3 separate regions of the Zea mays genome follow, and regions 2 and 3 are each linked to region 1. Evidence: chromatin contacts called from public Hi-C data. All regions are on one chromosome and are shown on one strand. Each heading gives the region's core, a stretch centred on a gene start, on an enhancer-like site or on the middle of the called end of the contact. The rest is flanking DNA. Distances are from core to core; before and after follow the strand shown. Region 1 holds the start of LOC103641145. Region 2 holds the start of LOC100191214 (AUGMIN subunit 2). Region 3 holds the start of LOC100282071 (nucleoside transporter).

Region 1 (4,663 bases), core at 899-3,398:
TTATTGAGATCCAACAAGTGTTTGGTTGGTACAGACAAAACATAGTTTTAAATAACACGGTCTATCTAAAACTGTGGTATTTTCAGAGTTTTGGAAACTCCACTCAGGAGACCTCTGTTTTCTTCTATTCTCTCTACATATACTTTGATTTTCTTAATGGAACCAAATAGATCTCAGTTTTAAGCAACTGTGGTTTTACTGTGATAGAGTAAACTGTAATATTTATGTCATGTCTGATTATAAAATATGATATTTCAAAACTATATTACCAAACAGTAGCTTGGTTTTGGCAATACCATGGTAGAGTATAGAAAACTATGGTCTAGACCAAGTTTTTGCCCTGGACGTGAAGCGATCCCTTTGTCACACACTTTTTTCATGTGAACTTTCACGCACTTATTTTTTCAGTCCATGTTAATTGTTACGACTTATTTGGCTTATGATCATCAATCAACAACTTATGAATGTAATTTGATGGCGGCACAAACACCATAGTACCAATTAGGTGTTCGATTGACTGTTGTAAAAATACTATAGTTATGCTATAACAATTATTAGACTGTGATATTGAAAAACAGTGGTTTTTCACTTTCAAACCAGGACTGACTTGTCACTTGTGGCGTGCGGCGGTGCGACCAGCACAAACGTATTTCAGTTCCTGTGCCACAGGCTGCTGAAAGCTTTGCGAGCAAATTTGCGCCCTAGTTTTGGTATCACCTCAGCTACTATTAATATCGGTATATTTTTTAAATATTACTTGGAAAAACTTTTTTAAAAAATCAACTAACTAGAAAATGAGACGTTCATTTATTTTGCGATCTCAAAACTGTACATCCCGAAGATCTCAATTCTGAAACAAAAAAAAGGGCGGGTGGGGTGACTGGCGACTAATAGCATCTCCAACCTATAAAAATGTATTAAAATGAGTATATTTTATAAAATTTAGCGTAACAAATATATATTATAGAACAACAGATATAGTATATTTAAGACTTTTGAGAGTATATTTTATAATTTTTTGATCTAATTTTATAAAATAAGACACCGTTATAGTAGTTTTTTATGTATTGAGCCTCATATTTTAATTTAAGACACCAATTTAAGATATTATTGAGATGCTCTAATTTAGGAGGATAATATGAGGACCAGTGCCTGCCCTGCCAGCTCACCCGCTGCATCAGCAGGACCAGTGAGCGCCAGACCTGCTGTAAATTTGCTCGTGGTGACTCAAAACCAGCGTGCGGATGAATTTCTACTCGTGTTGGAGTTTTCAGTTGAAGTGCCAATTCCAATTTGTTCTTGTGGTGGGCTCCTCACCTACCTCCCGCCGTACTCCAGCCAAGCGGCCATCCAGCTCTTCCTGCACCTTCCTTTATGAACGTGCGGAGCCAGAGAGCAGGCTGCTCTCTCTCTCCCCCCTCTCTTCTATCTCTCTATCTCTACAGTCTACACAAATCATATTTCCCCAGCGTACACCTTCTGTCTGCTGGATTACTGTGGATTTGACCATCGTACGGCAGCCCACATCGCTGCTTCTCCCCCGGTCGGTTACTGTAGCACCAAAGTTTGATCTTGCCGGGGTTTGGAGGAGGTGAAAGGTTGGGGTTTTCTTGGTCCTGGGAATCTGTCCAGGTTCGTCTCTCTATGTGAAGATTCTGAGAGGTTGGCTGTGAGTCAAGATTTTCGGCTCGGCGGTGGCGAATCCTCTGCTCCTGACTCCGATTTGGGTATTCTCGTTCTTGATTCCTGACTCTTGGCCCGAAACTTCTGTTCTGTTCTTGCCGAAATCGAAGGGAAACAGCTCCATTCTGGTTGCAAGTTCTTTGTAAAGATTCGAGGTGGCATTCAGATTTCGGTTACCTGTGCTTGTGCTGTTGGTTTTGCTTCGAAAATTTGCTGTTTGGGTAGACCAAGGTTACTGACGGCCTCCGCCGCCGCAGATGTGCGGATTTGAGATGGAATCGCAGTGAGAGGGTTGAAGAGTTGTTCCTGTCCCTGATTCTGGTGGCTTAGTTTCTGGTGCTCTGTTTGGCAACTTAAGCGCTTCCATTTTCGGTTCATGCAAGGGTCGCTTTCGGCCATCGGGGAGCTCTCAGCCGTGAGGTTTTGAGGTGGGATTGTGTCATTGTGACCTCAAGGTTGAAGGAGATGCTTATGGCGTCGATGTCAGATAGCGAGACGACCAACCGAGGCAGCATGTGGGAACTGGATCAGAACCTTGATCAGCCCATGGACGAGGAGGCCAGTCAACTGAAGAACATGTACAAAGAAAAGGTATCGTTTTCATCCTTGCTATCATCGCATTTAGATTATTAGTCTCTGTATATCTGAAAGAAACATGGTGGTCCTTCGATAGTTCGATGTACAATATTCTATTGATGGTTCAGGGGATCATTTCAATATAAAGGGGTATCGGAAACTGTATGTAACATGTGCTGTTACTGCTGTTTTTTTCCTGTTGCAGGAACTATATTCAGATTCTTACAACTTGTTTTGTCTATTCATCTTAAAGTGCCACAACAGCTGTGCTCCATGTCTCATGTACTGCTAGACCTTTAACTGTGTCCTTAGCAAAAAAAGACTAACTTGATCTTTAAATTTGTTCATGCAGAAATTTTCGTCAATTTTGTTACTGCGGCTCGCGTTTCAAAGTCTTGGGGTAGTGTTTGGGGACTTAGGTACATCACCATTGTATGTTTTCTACAATATCTTTCCACATGGTGTTGACGAAGACGAGGATGTAATTGGAGCTCTATCCTTGATCATTTACACACTCACCCTCATCCCTCTGATGAAGTATGTTTTTGTCGTCTTGCGAGCTAACGACAATGGTCAAGGTGAGATAGAGCATTCTTGTATTTTAGCCTAGTCTGTTGCCTCTTATGATTTCTATGGTATTTGCAATAATTACGAGTGCTCTTGTCGCATTTACACATTTGCAAATGTATGAGCCGTTAGTTCACAGAGATTTTGCAATTTTACCATCTGGTTTGGTTGGCAGAATCTCATGACAAAACAGTGCTCTAGTGAAACAAAGGATTTGTGTCGAGTATCACCACGGTTTAAATATGAGATGTCAGAGTGATTGCTATGCATCACTTTACTAACCATGAAATCTGTAGAAGGTGAAACTCTTAGTTCATTTTAGATTTTATTTTGTGACAAGAAATACTTCTCCTTCAGCTGGTATAGTTTGTTTCCAGAAGTTTTCTGACAACATTTCTTTTTCTGGTTATTCACAGGTGGCACGTTTGCTCTTTATTCTCTACTGTGCCGGCATGCAAAGGTCAGCACTATACCCAACCAACATAAGACAGATGAAGAATTAACAACTTATAGTCGGCAAACTTATGAGGAGAATTCACTTGCAGCAAAAGTGAAGAAATGGCTAGAGGGGCATGCATATAAAAAGAACTGCCTTCTTATTCTTGTTCTCATTGGTACCTGTACCGCCATCGGAGATGGGATTCTTACTCCTGCAATCTCAGGTATTCAGAATCGTAGTTGAATAAATCCAATGCAGCTGCGATCTAAGCTGTATTTTGTATGTTATATGCAGTTCTTTCTGCGGCAGGTGGAATAAGGGTCCAGAATCAGAACATGAGTACAGGTATATTTTTTTCTTTTCTGTATGGTTATATCTGTGTTCATTGTTGAATCTGGTGGACTATTTCCTTGATCTGGTGAGGAGCATAACTTACTTTGCCTAATCTGATTAGTCTAATATCTTCAATTCCTGGCAGATGTGGTCGTAATCGTCGCGGTGTTTATATTAATTGGCTTATTCTGCATGCAACACTATGGGACAGATAAAGTTGGGTGGCTCTTTGCACCTTTGGTGCTCCTTTGGTTTATTCTAATCGGGAGCGTTGGGTTAGTGAACATACGCAAATACAACAGTTCTGTTCTAAAAGCATACAATCCAGTCTACATCTTCCGGTATTTTAGACGAGGCAAGTCTGAGATTTGGACATCTCTTGGAGGAGTCATGCTTAGCATCACAGGTATCTCTTGGACATCTCTTGGCAATTCAACTTTAACTTCTGCATCAATTGTAAGATGAAACAGAGTTACCTTATCTATATGCCTTTTTCTATGCAGGGACTGAAGCATTGTATGCAGATCTATGTCACTTCCCTGTATTGGCTATTCAGGTGAGTGTTCAAATAGAAAAATTATGAATTATGATAATACCTCAATGGATTAATCATGTCTATGTCCAGTTTGCGTTCACCTTAGTGGTGTTCCCCTGCCTTCTACTGGCGTACACTGGGCAGGCTGCCTACATCATTGACAACAAGGATCATGTAGTTGATGCCTTCTACCGCTCCATTCCAGGTTCTTCTGAAATCTAAACAAATCTTATCCATCTCATATGTGAACAGCTATACCACCATATCAAGCCCACTATGTGCAAATTGGCACAGTGCTCATCCCACTACTGTTACTGTATGTTAATGCTTTGTACACTTCACTATACTAAAGCTGAGATACTCTCACTGCAGAGGCCATATACTGGCCAGCCTTCATCATAGCAACTCTTGCGGCAGTAGTTGCAAGTCAAGCAACCATATCTGCTACCTACTCGATAATTAAGCAAGCCCTTGCACTGGGCTGTTTCCCCCGTGTCAATGTTGTGCATACCTCGAAGAAATTTCTGGGG
Region 2 (4,663 bases), core at 559-3,058, 510 kb before region 1:
TAGACACTATGACAACGCTTATTTTCCTTTTCCAATCCCACATTACTATATTAGTATGGCATCAACATGCTCATACATTATCGTTTTTTTCTTTTTTCACAAGGCCAACAGAGGGGCCTCCTGGTGCCAACGCCAGGGATCGACTCCAGGTCGCCAGTTTGAGGGCTGGCTCAAGGAGCCACTTGGACTCACCTGCCCTATTGTACATACTACTAGGCTAAAAAAGATTTAGCCGTAAGATCTTAAGGATATGCGGACATCTTTAATCATTCTTCAAGGACCAGAGTATCAGACATAGTTCCAATAAGTGTGATCATCTAACAAATTCATTGTTAGAAAAAATAAAAATTGGAATTAAAAGAAAAAAAATACATTCCCTTTGATATCACCACAAATATTCATGGTAAAGGTAGGGATGGTAATAGATCACGATCTAAATGTTTCTTCACAATAAGTTAGGGACCCTAATTAATTTTAGTTCAAAAATGTATAGGAATAGAGCTCGATCCTAATCCGATTCGATACTTAAATTTTATAGTGTAAAATTTAGATCCCATTACCACTCCTACGTAAAGTAATGCTCATACTAACAGTCAACATGTAGATATATCGTATGAATATACTGTATCCCCAAAATGCTGTAACTCATTAGGAAGTCTCTCATCCCTGCCTAGAATCTCATTTCATGAGCAACCAAGCCAGAAATGGCACACTTTACAAAAGGGACCATAATCTGACCACCTTCAATAGAGAATCTAAAGGGATTTCATTATGAAATGGAAATGTTGTACAGGAACTGAAAAGCTTTGGCATTGTGTGTAACTGGTGCAAACATATAAAGCTTAACAACTGGATATAAAAACATCACCTTTCTTCCCTGTAGCTCCACTTGCAAGTTGGCAATGTTCCTCTGCACGACAGTCAGTTCCCTCAAAACCTTCACCAAATCATCGCTTTTGTCGGAGCTAGTCTGATCTTCCTGCAATGAGAGAAACAGAGGGGATAGTGAGGGCTTCAGATGGCCATTTGTTCATTGGTACCACCTCAGTTTTTGTGTGCTTGTGTCCAGTGCATCCAGTTCAGATTCTGTATTGTTGGCATAGAAACCTAAATTTAAATTTTAGCAACTAATCTAAAGAAAATAAACAGCGAAACAGATATAGCACCACACAGCAATGCTGAGTTTTCATTGTATTCGCATTTTGTTCTAAGATCGCAAAGTTTCTTAAGATCAACAACTCTTCACAACGATTATCCTAAATATAGAGCCATCCCACAATTTCTCTCCAGGAAATGACGCAAGCTTATGCAGCCTCGATTAACCGAACCAGATGCTACACCACCCAAACACACGAAATTTGTGCGCTCATGCCACTATTTCGGCCGCAACCCTTGCCTCCAAACATACATTTTCACAATCATTTCGTATCTAACTCTCCAGATGCCACCGCTTCCACAAACTGAACCCTACAATTTGTTCCTCGCAACGTAACGCGATCGGACCAAAAAAGCTAGATCCGGCTGAAGCGCGGGGATTCGAACCAAACCAGGCGGGCGGCAGGATTAGGCTGCGAAACAGATCGGGAAGTTGCGGTAGTGTGTGACGGACCTGCGTGGTAGAGGCGGGGAATCCGAGGTCGGCGGCGATGGCGAGCGCCTCCGCCATGCCGCCCAGCCTCTTGGCCGGCTTCGGCTGCGCCGCCGCCATGGCGTCTCCGGCGCTCGTGTACAAGGGGAGCCGGTGGGGGCAGGCGGAGGAGAACGGGAGCGTTTAGCGAGTGAGTTTGGCCGCGCTTCGCTTTCGTTCGGACGGCCGAGTTGGCTTGCTTGCTTGCTCGGCGAGCTCTATCTAATTTGTTTTTTTGAACCCCCAGATGGCTGCTGCTTACATAATAAGCCGCTCATTGTTTTGTTTGCAATCCAAATTGCTTTGGTTGATCGAACTATTTTTACACCTTTGCATGTTATTTAGCACCTGTTGGATACAAGAGTTAATTGCTAACTAGCTAAAATCAGTCCTATGTATAGGGAGCATCTTCAGTTGTCTTTCTAAATTTCACTATCTATATTATTACGCACAAACCACTTTATATATATTTTCAATCTCCAATATTTTTTTATATCTTATATGCACTCTCGAGAGTATTCACGTTTCCTATATTTAGCTAGCGAGAAACTCGAAATAGAAGATGGCTATATTTAGATAATCATTTGAATAAATTGTTGAAGGGTATTTTTTTATAAAAATCTCTATTCATATCAATTAGGAAGAATATAGAGAATTGCTAGTGTTTATGTTTATAGTTCACTCAAAGAAGACATCAAATGATCCGTAGAAGACTCACAAATATTCAGCAAAAGTCCAAAACACAAGACCGAGAAAGCACAAGTAAAGGTCCATGAAGATCAAGAAAACTAGGTTGTTGGTAGGTGCACTGGACCGCTTGCGCAGAGGTGCAGTTTTCGTGCACCTGAGCCAGGTGGCGCACCGGACCTCGACTCAACGGTCGACGATGGCTAGTCAGAAACAACCATCCGACGTGATGGTCACCGGACCTATCCAATGGTGCACCTGACCTCTGCACAATTGCAGGGAATCTACGAGATGACCAACAACTAGCTGACGGAGAGGGTTTCCGGACCAGGCCCGGTGCAACGCATAGGAGATGTTGTCCTCCAACGGATATATTTGGGATTGGGCTCTATACCACAACCGACAAATTAAGAGTGTTGAGAGTTGAGCAAACTCGCTATTGAGTTGGTACACATATCCATTGCTCCATACACCCCAAGTGTTTAATAGAATCACTTAGTGATTGCGTAGGTGCTTTGCAAAGTGTTTAGGTTAGTTAGATCGCTATTGTGCTTGCTCTAGGTTAGTCGTAGTTGATTGAGTGAGGAATAGACACCTCCAAACCCCTCGACTCTTGCACGAGTTGTAGCAACTTGTACCGAGTGGTGTGAGGTCTTGTGAGACCACAACAACCGAGTTTGTGGTGTGGCTACCACCGTGTAGCAGAGGAGATGAGACCCATGATGTTTCGACCAAAAGCTCGATAGTGATGACAACAGGGAGCGTCCAAGAGGAGCTGAAAGCGAAGCACCACTTGCGCGTGGAGAAAGTTCGCGACTCTCTATGTGCTTGACCCTCGCATGGGCTTGCCTTTGTGTAGGGGCACCAGCGAGAATTAGTTAGAACCTTGCACGGTTTTAGATACCTCGATAAAAGTATCAACACACCATTGGGAGTTTGCTTCCTCTACCTTCTCTTTAAGATTTCACATTTAGTGTTTTACTTAAGTTGCAATCCTTACTATTCTTAGTTTAGAATATATGCTAGTTGGTAGGATTGGAACTTTGGTTGCTAAACTTCTTTTGTGGTTGAGATAGAAACACTTAGACAAAACCTTAGTTGCATATTCGTGTTTTACTATTTGCATGAGGTTTTGTTTTGGAGGATTATTATTGGCCTAGTTTAGAGCGAGAAAAATAGAAGCCCTAATTCACCCCCTCTTAGATGTCCATAGTTCCCTACAATTACACTTACACATGAATTTGATGTGTTATGGTGGAACTTGAACTCTAGTGCTTTGTGAAATTGCATTAGTCAACTTCGGTTCAGTTAGAAGCTCCTAAGTAAAACAAAACTAGTTAGTTGCTCGTACATTGCAACAATTTATATACTTATTGTTGGGGACTTGTTCTCAAATGCTATGAGTTAAGAACAAGGAAACACAAAATGTTAAAGATTAATACTCTTCGTCCTTCGAAGCATTATTTCCATTAGGATATAATGATCTTCAGACGAAGGTCATGAAGGAAATACCTTCATCTTCACAATATATGTTAATGAAAGAAGAAGCATATGAAATATGAAAGATAGGACAAATAATCATATAACATTATCCATATAACTTTATTATATCATCATGAATAAACAAGAACAATGTTGAATTACATTTGTACCTTCGGCTTGACAGAAGGTAAAAAGTCCAAGCGTGACGCACGAACGAATACAAGTCAGCGTGAACAGTACGGGGGTACTGTTCATCTATTTATAGGCACAGGACGCAGCCTGTGAGAAATTACATTCATGCCCTTTATATTTATTATTAACTTATAGACAATTCTATGAGGACTAGATAGCCTTTTCCCCTTTAAGTCGGTTCCTTTTTCGCCATTTAGCCGAAGCTCCCCTTCACGTAGCTTCGGAGCAACTCCAACCTTCATCACGATCATGCTTTTTACATCGTAGATGCTTTTAGCCCAAATTCGAAGGTACCTATTCACACGTTACACTTGGAAGATATTGTTAAATCACGTTTTTGAGTACCTTCGGAGGACGAAGGCCCCCAACAGTAGCCCCTCGCGGGATTAATTTGTTTAAGATAACGAATTCAGACTGCGACATGGACGAAGGCCTTAAGCCGAAGGTCCGAAAAAACACCTTCCCTTTGCTAGAATAGCAACAGTCAATGACAGACGGGGCCCCCAATTTGGAGCGTGCCAAGCGTATAAATAAGAACTCGCACCAACCTCATTTGGTATGCTGCTTGTGCCATTTGCTTTATTTTCTCAATTTTATAGCTCTTGCTCACTAACGGTTGCTAGTTTCTCAAGCTTCCTGAGCTTCGATTAGGAAGGCACATTTTCGTTATTTCTG
Region 3 (4,663 bases), core at 1,576-4,075, 320 kb before region 1:
TCCACAAGTTGGAGCCTATCACCCTTACAAGATTGATCACAATTAAACCACAAGAGTAAGGGAGGGAATAAAGACACACTCAAGAGCTATAGTCGCAGCAACGACACCCACACAAGTCAAGAACCGAGCACACAACACATCGCAGCAAGTTCACAGCTTAAACAAGTGCTCAAATCTCAAACACAATGAATCGAATGCGTGCTTGCGGAGTCTATACGTCTTAGGATTCAATGGAGGCTTAGTATTCTGCTCCATGCGCTTAGGGGTCCCTTTTATAGCCCCAGTGCAGCTAGGAGCCGTTGGAGCTCTATTTGGAAGACCATTATTGTCTTCTGTCCGTGGACGCACCGGACTGTCCGATGTGCACCCGACAGTGAACAGTACGCGCATAAAACGTAGCAAAGAATCCCCTGATTGGCTGGTTTCCGCTTCTGGGGGCACCAAACTGTCCAATGTGCCTATCGACTATTGGTCAGCGCTGACATGTCCACTAGCCGTTACGCAGCTGGTACACCGGACTGCGACGCCTCACGCGGAACATCCGTTGAATTATAGCCGACCTAGGCTGAAAAAAACTAGGCTTCCCCAGAACGTCAGATGGACAGATCCTGAGCTGCCCTTGCTGTATAGGGTTACGAAACTGATGACGGTGAAATTTTCCATAAAACCTAGCAACACCCGAATCGATAGACAGTTGAGCAACAGGTACGATGTTGCAGTAAAGAGGAAATGGGAAGAGTTTGATAAGGAGCCGAGATTCTTCACATTGACATTAGGTCACCTTCAAATCCAATTCCAAGAGTTGCAAATTACACATTTCGGAAATCTTTTCACCTGGGTTACAGTATACACTAACAAGTTGTCATTGCGTGGCAAATCGAACACAAAAGAACACGAGCATGGTGCTATGATACATCGACGTGACAGAGAACGTACCCCGGTATCAGATGACCCAGAACCAAGCCACAATGGAACCAATGACAAGGCCAACAACGAGGAACAGCACGATGACGATCCCGGCAGTCTCCGAGTGGTGGATGGGAACAGCCTTGGGCGCGAGGATCATGAGGACGGAGGTCAGGTACCCGTTAGTGAGCCCCAGGAGGCACGTCAGCACGGTGACGGGGATCTCGGTGCGGAAAAAGCTCGGCCCGTGCAGGCAGCCGTAGAAGAGCGGGTAGAACAGGAGCCTCGCAAAGGACCCCGCGATGGCGGCGCTGCCATTCTGGAGGAGGTAGACAGCGGGCAGGGCCTTGCCGACGAGGTCGAACACGTTGTAGGCGGTGATGAGGATGATGGGGTACCAGTCCCCGAGCGCCTCGGAGTGCACGTCCTCCGTGATGTACCCTGGGAAGATGGAGAGCGTGACGGCGTAGATGAGCGCCACTCCGATCCCGTACCACTTCACGGTCCCGACGATGCTCCACAGCGTCGACCTCCACGCGGGGCCCGTCATGCCGCCGCCGACCTCCGCTTTCTGCGCCCTCTTCTTCATGTTCTTGTAGTATATCACGACCGGGAGCCTGTCCGCCACGTTGTAGCACACGATGCAGATGACCATGAGGACTATGCCGGCCACGAAGTAGAGGATCGCGCTTTGCCTTAGCCCGTTCGCGTCCTGTGGGTACAGTGCCTTGGTGAAGACTCTCAGTGCCGAGACAAGCACTCCTGCAGAATGAAGTCCATGCAGAAATGTGTACTACCAGGTGTTAGAATCTGTCTGCCGACCAACTCAATCCTTGAAACATCATACGCACTGAGAAATTGCAAACAGAAACCACAGCCACCAGCTGCATTGTAATCTTTCTTATAAGCTCTGCAATTTCGTGCCCTCATTTTTCTTTTTCCCCCAATTCAATTCCCAATCCCCAATACATAGGAGTATTACTTAGCCAAATACACACAACCACCGTAATTATAAGCAATTGAACAACCACGATAAGTCCACTCCAACACACATTCTGTGCTTCATGTTCTGACGACACCTACTGGCGACTGCCGGCCAGGTTGACCATTTTGACTAGAAGCAGGATGAGAGAAATCGTGAAGGAACAATTCAGAAACCAGGTAGCTACAGTTGCCAATTCCTCAAAATGAAGGTGATTTTGAGGAAGAATTGAAGAGGTGGGTAACTTCGATGGGGAGTATTAGAAGAGAGATCAGAAGGGGGGGGGGAGAGAAATTAAGAGAGAGAGAGAACACTGCACACCTGAGGCGGCGGTTCCGGCGACGACGGCCTGCATGTACCGTTCGGGCAGCTCCCCCGCGAAGCCGATGACGCCTCCCTGCACGAGCGCGTCGGCGACCCCGCACAGAGCCGTGGCGGCGACAGTCACATCGAACGCTCCGTACAGCCCGGCCCTCCCCTTGACGTAGATGAGGTCCATTGCGGGCACGAGCACGAGCGTGAGCGTGAAGAGCGTGAGCCCCGTGTTGATGCGGATGGGGGCGCTGGACTTGGGGAAGAAGAGCACGATGACGAGCAGGGGCAGTAAGGCGGAGACCATGTAGGATATGGAGAACACGCGGTCGACGGGGGCCCCCGGGTAGAGGAAGTCGAAGTAGTCGACGGCGGTGATGAACGCGTTCCAGGGGAGCAGGAAGCCGGCGCCCAGGGTGAAGAAGATGAGGTAGCCGATGCCGAGCCGGTCGTCTGGGGGCGGGCCCGCGGAGGGCTCGTCCGCCAGGGCAGACGCCGGCGGGGGCAGCAGCGGCGCCGCCGTCTCCACGTCGCCGACGGCCATGGTTGGGGATCTCGGATGAGTACGGGTGGGCTTTGGACCTTGGGAGTTGTTTGTTGCTTTTGCGTTGGGTTTTCTTTGCTTCCTCGTCTGTGGTTGTGGACCTTTTGTAGTGCGGGTATCTCTACTTGTCCCACTGACAGGTGGGGTCGTGATGTTGTGGTCCGCTGACACTGATGTGTATCTGGCTGTCTGCGGGTGCGGTGTGATTCCTTTTGCCTCTGGATATTTAGGGAATGTCGTTTCAATTGATTTATTTATTTGGCTTTATGGCAGCGGTATCAAGTTATTGTTACAGGTATATTATAAGTTCATATGTTACATTACACCAGGGTTATTATGGATTTTTTATAATTCAAGTTAATTTGATTATTTTTTTAGAAATTTAAAAAGTTAATAAATAATTTTATATAATAAATTCTAGACTTTTTAAATTCATTTAACTTTTTCCTATTTAATAATTTATTTATCACCTGTTATATTTTTTATATTTCACCGCCACTGTGCAACCACCATCATAAATCCCCAAAGACGACTACTACCATCTAGACATGGTTCTTTTTGCAAACCATTTTATGAGTGCAAAAGTGTTATTCCAACTCAGAGATTAAAACACAGTAATAGAAAGTAGTTTTCACAATGGTACAAGAATATGAAGTGAATTTATTATTTAGTAATACATGTATAAATTCTGAAATAACATTTAATGCTAATATAAAAAATGGTGTACATGACTACATGTTGCAAAATTAGGTGTTCTTTTCTACCAAGTGCCATTATTCAATTTTTTAAAAAAAGTTCCCTTGGACAGTGTATTTTGAGATAAACCTCAAATATTTCTGAAAAAATGTCAAACAAGATCTTAGAATTTGGTAGCTACTAGTGTCAAAAACGATTGTTATGTAACCAAGACTTAAGTGCAAGCATCAAGGAAACCTCATGGACCTTTAGATCATGATCCAACTGTAAGTCATATATATATATATATATATATATATATAACACTTAAACATCCTACCACCATTAGACAATGTCCAGCAGTTTACCCCATATGGTCACCTAAAAACACTGTTTTGCACTGTTTTACACTTTAAATTGCACTGTTCGTAGAGTGTAGTTTGAATATGGGTATGATGATGGATAAACTGTTGGATATAGCCTTATAATATAGTAGTATAATGTTTCTTCTCTTATTCTCTTTCTGCTTCTCTTCTCCTTCTTTCTTATTTTCTTTTCTTATTTTCTTCTTTTCTCTCCTGTCTTTCTTCTCTTCTCTTTCGTCTTTCTTCCCTTCTTCTCTCCATTCTATTTCAAAGCTAGACCACTTCTTAGACCCTATCTCAGCTAGGAGTGATGTCAAGCTTGTTGTAGATACATCCTTGTTGCTGGAGTGTTCCTCCACTTCATCATGAGGAGGTGCACTTGCTCCAATTTCTTGCCTTGTTACCATCTCCTCACGTGATTAAGCATTATTATGAGTGCTAGGATTCGATGTCAAATGAAAAGGATTAGGAAAGCTACATAATGTGGATATGCCTAATAAAAGAAACTTAATGTGGTGGTTAGAAATAGATGCGGTACTACCACACTTATGCATGGAATTGTTGTGCCATGGCAGTTCTAGGTACGTATAGCTGTCACTATCGCACAACAAAGCATCTCGGGTATAGAATTCAAAATCCACCCAAAGGAAATTTAGATCGAGTGATTTACTGAAGTTTCTAGGGTATTGTTGAGCCTAAGTCACCATTTGAACGATGTCATAGCTTAAGAACAAGTAGATCAAGAGCAAATCCTAAACCAACCACAACATGAGTAGAGCGCAAATTAAAATAATTGCAAGAACACAAGAGAAAAGTGATTTATACTATGTTTCAGCTTGCTATTAAATATTCCCTACCTCCACATTAGAGGAAGCTACT

The links. A called contact is a pair of places that touch in the nucleus more often than the background predicts.
Region 2: a Hi-C map of tassel shows a contact between it and region 1, with 2.9 times the contacts expected there. The contact joins the promoter of LOC100191214 here to the promoter of LOC103641145 in region 1. A contact is called at or near these places in 2 of 25 Hi-C or Micro-C datasets (ear and tassel).
Region 3: a Hi-C map of leaf shows a contact between it and region 1, with 3 times the contacts expected there. The contact joins the promoter of LOC100282071 here to the promoter of LOC103641145 in region 1. A contact is called at or near these places in 3 of 25 Hi-C or Micro-C datasets (ear and leaf) and 1 of 3 datasets of contacts at active chromatin or transcription factors (leaf).

Annotation. Positions count from the first base shown.
Region 1 is chr10:64,687,246-64,691,908 of Zm-B73-REFERENCE-NAM-5.0, forward strand. It overlaps LOC103641145, which reads left to right and starts at 2,149. Exons shown (of 9, transcript NM_001301488.1): 1 at 2,149-2,274; 2 at 2,612-2,837; 3 at 3,243-3,488; 4 at 3,560-3,610; 5 at 3,744-4,004; 6 at 4,102-4,154; 7 at 4,224-4,338; 8 at 4,506-4,663. The coding sequence starts at 2,149.
Region 2 is chr10:64,177,387-64,182,049 of Zm-B73-REFERENCE-NAM-5.0, forward strand. LOC100191214 (AUGMIN subunit 2) reads right to left here and starts at 1,809. Exons shown (of 6, transcript NM_001136648.1): 1 at 1,610-1,809; 2 at 869-979. The coding sequence starts at 1,708.
Region 3 is chr10:64,370,585-64,375,247 of Zm-B73-REFERENCE-NAM-5.0, forward strand. It overlaps LOC100282071 (nucleoside transporter), which reads right to left and starts at 2,826. Exons shown (of 2, transcript NM_001154984.1): 1 at 2,210-2,826; 2 at 761-1,668. The coding sequence starts at 2,744. The coding sequence ends at 944.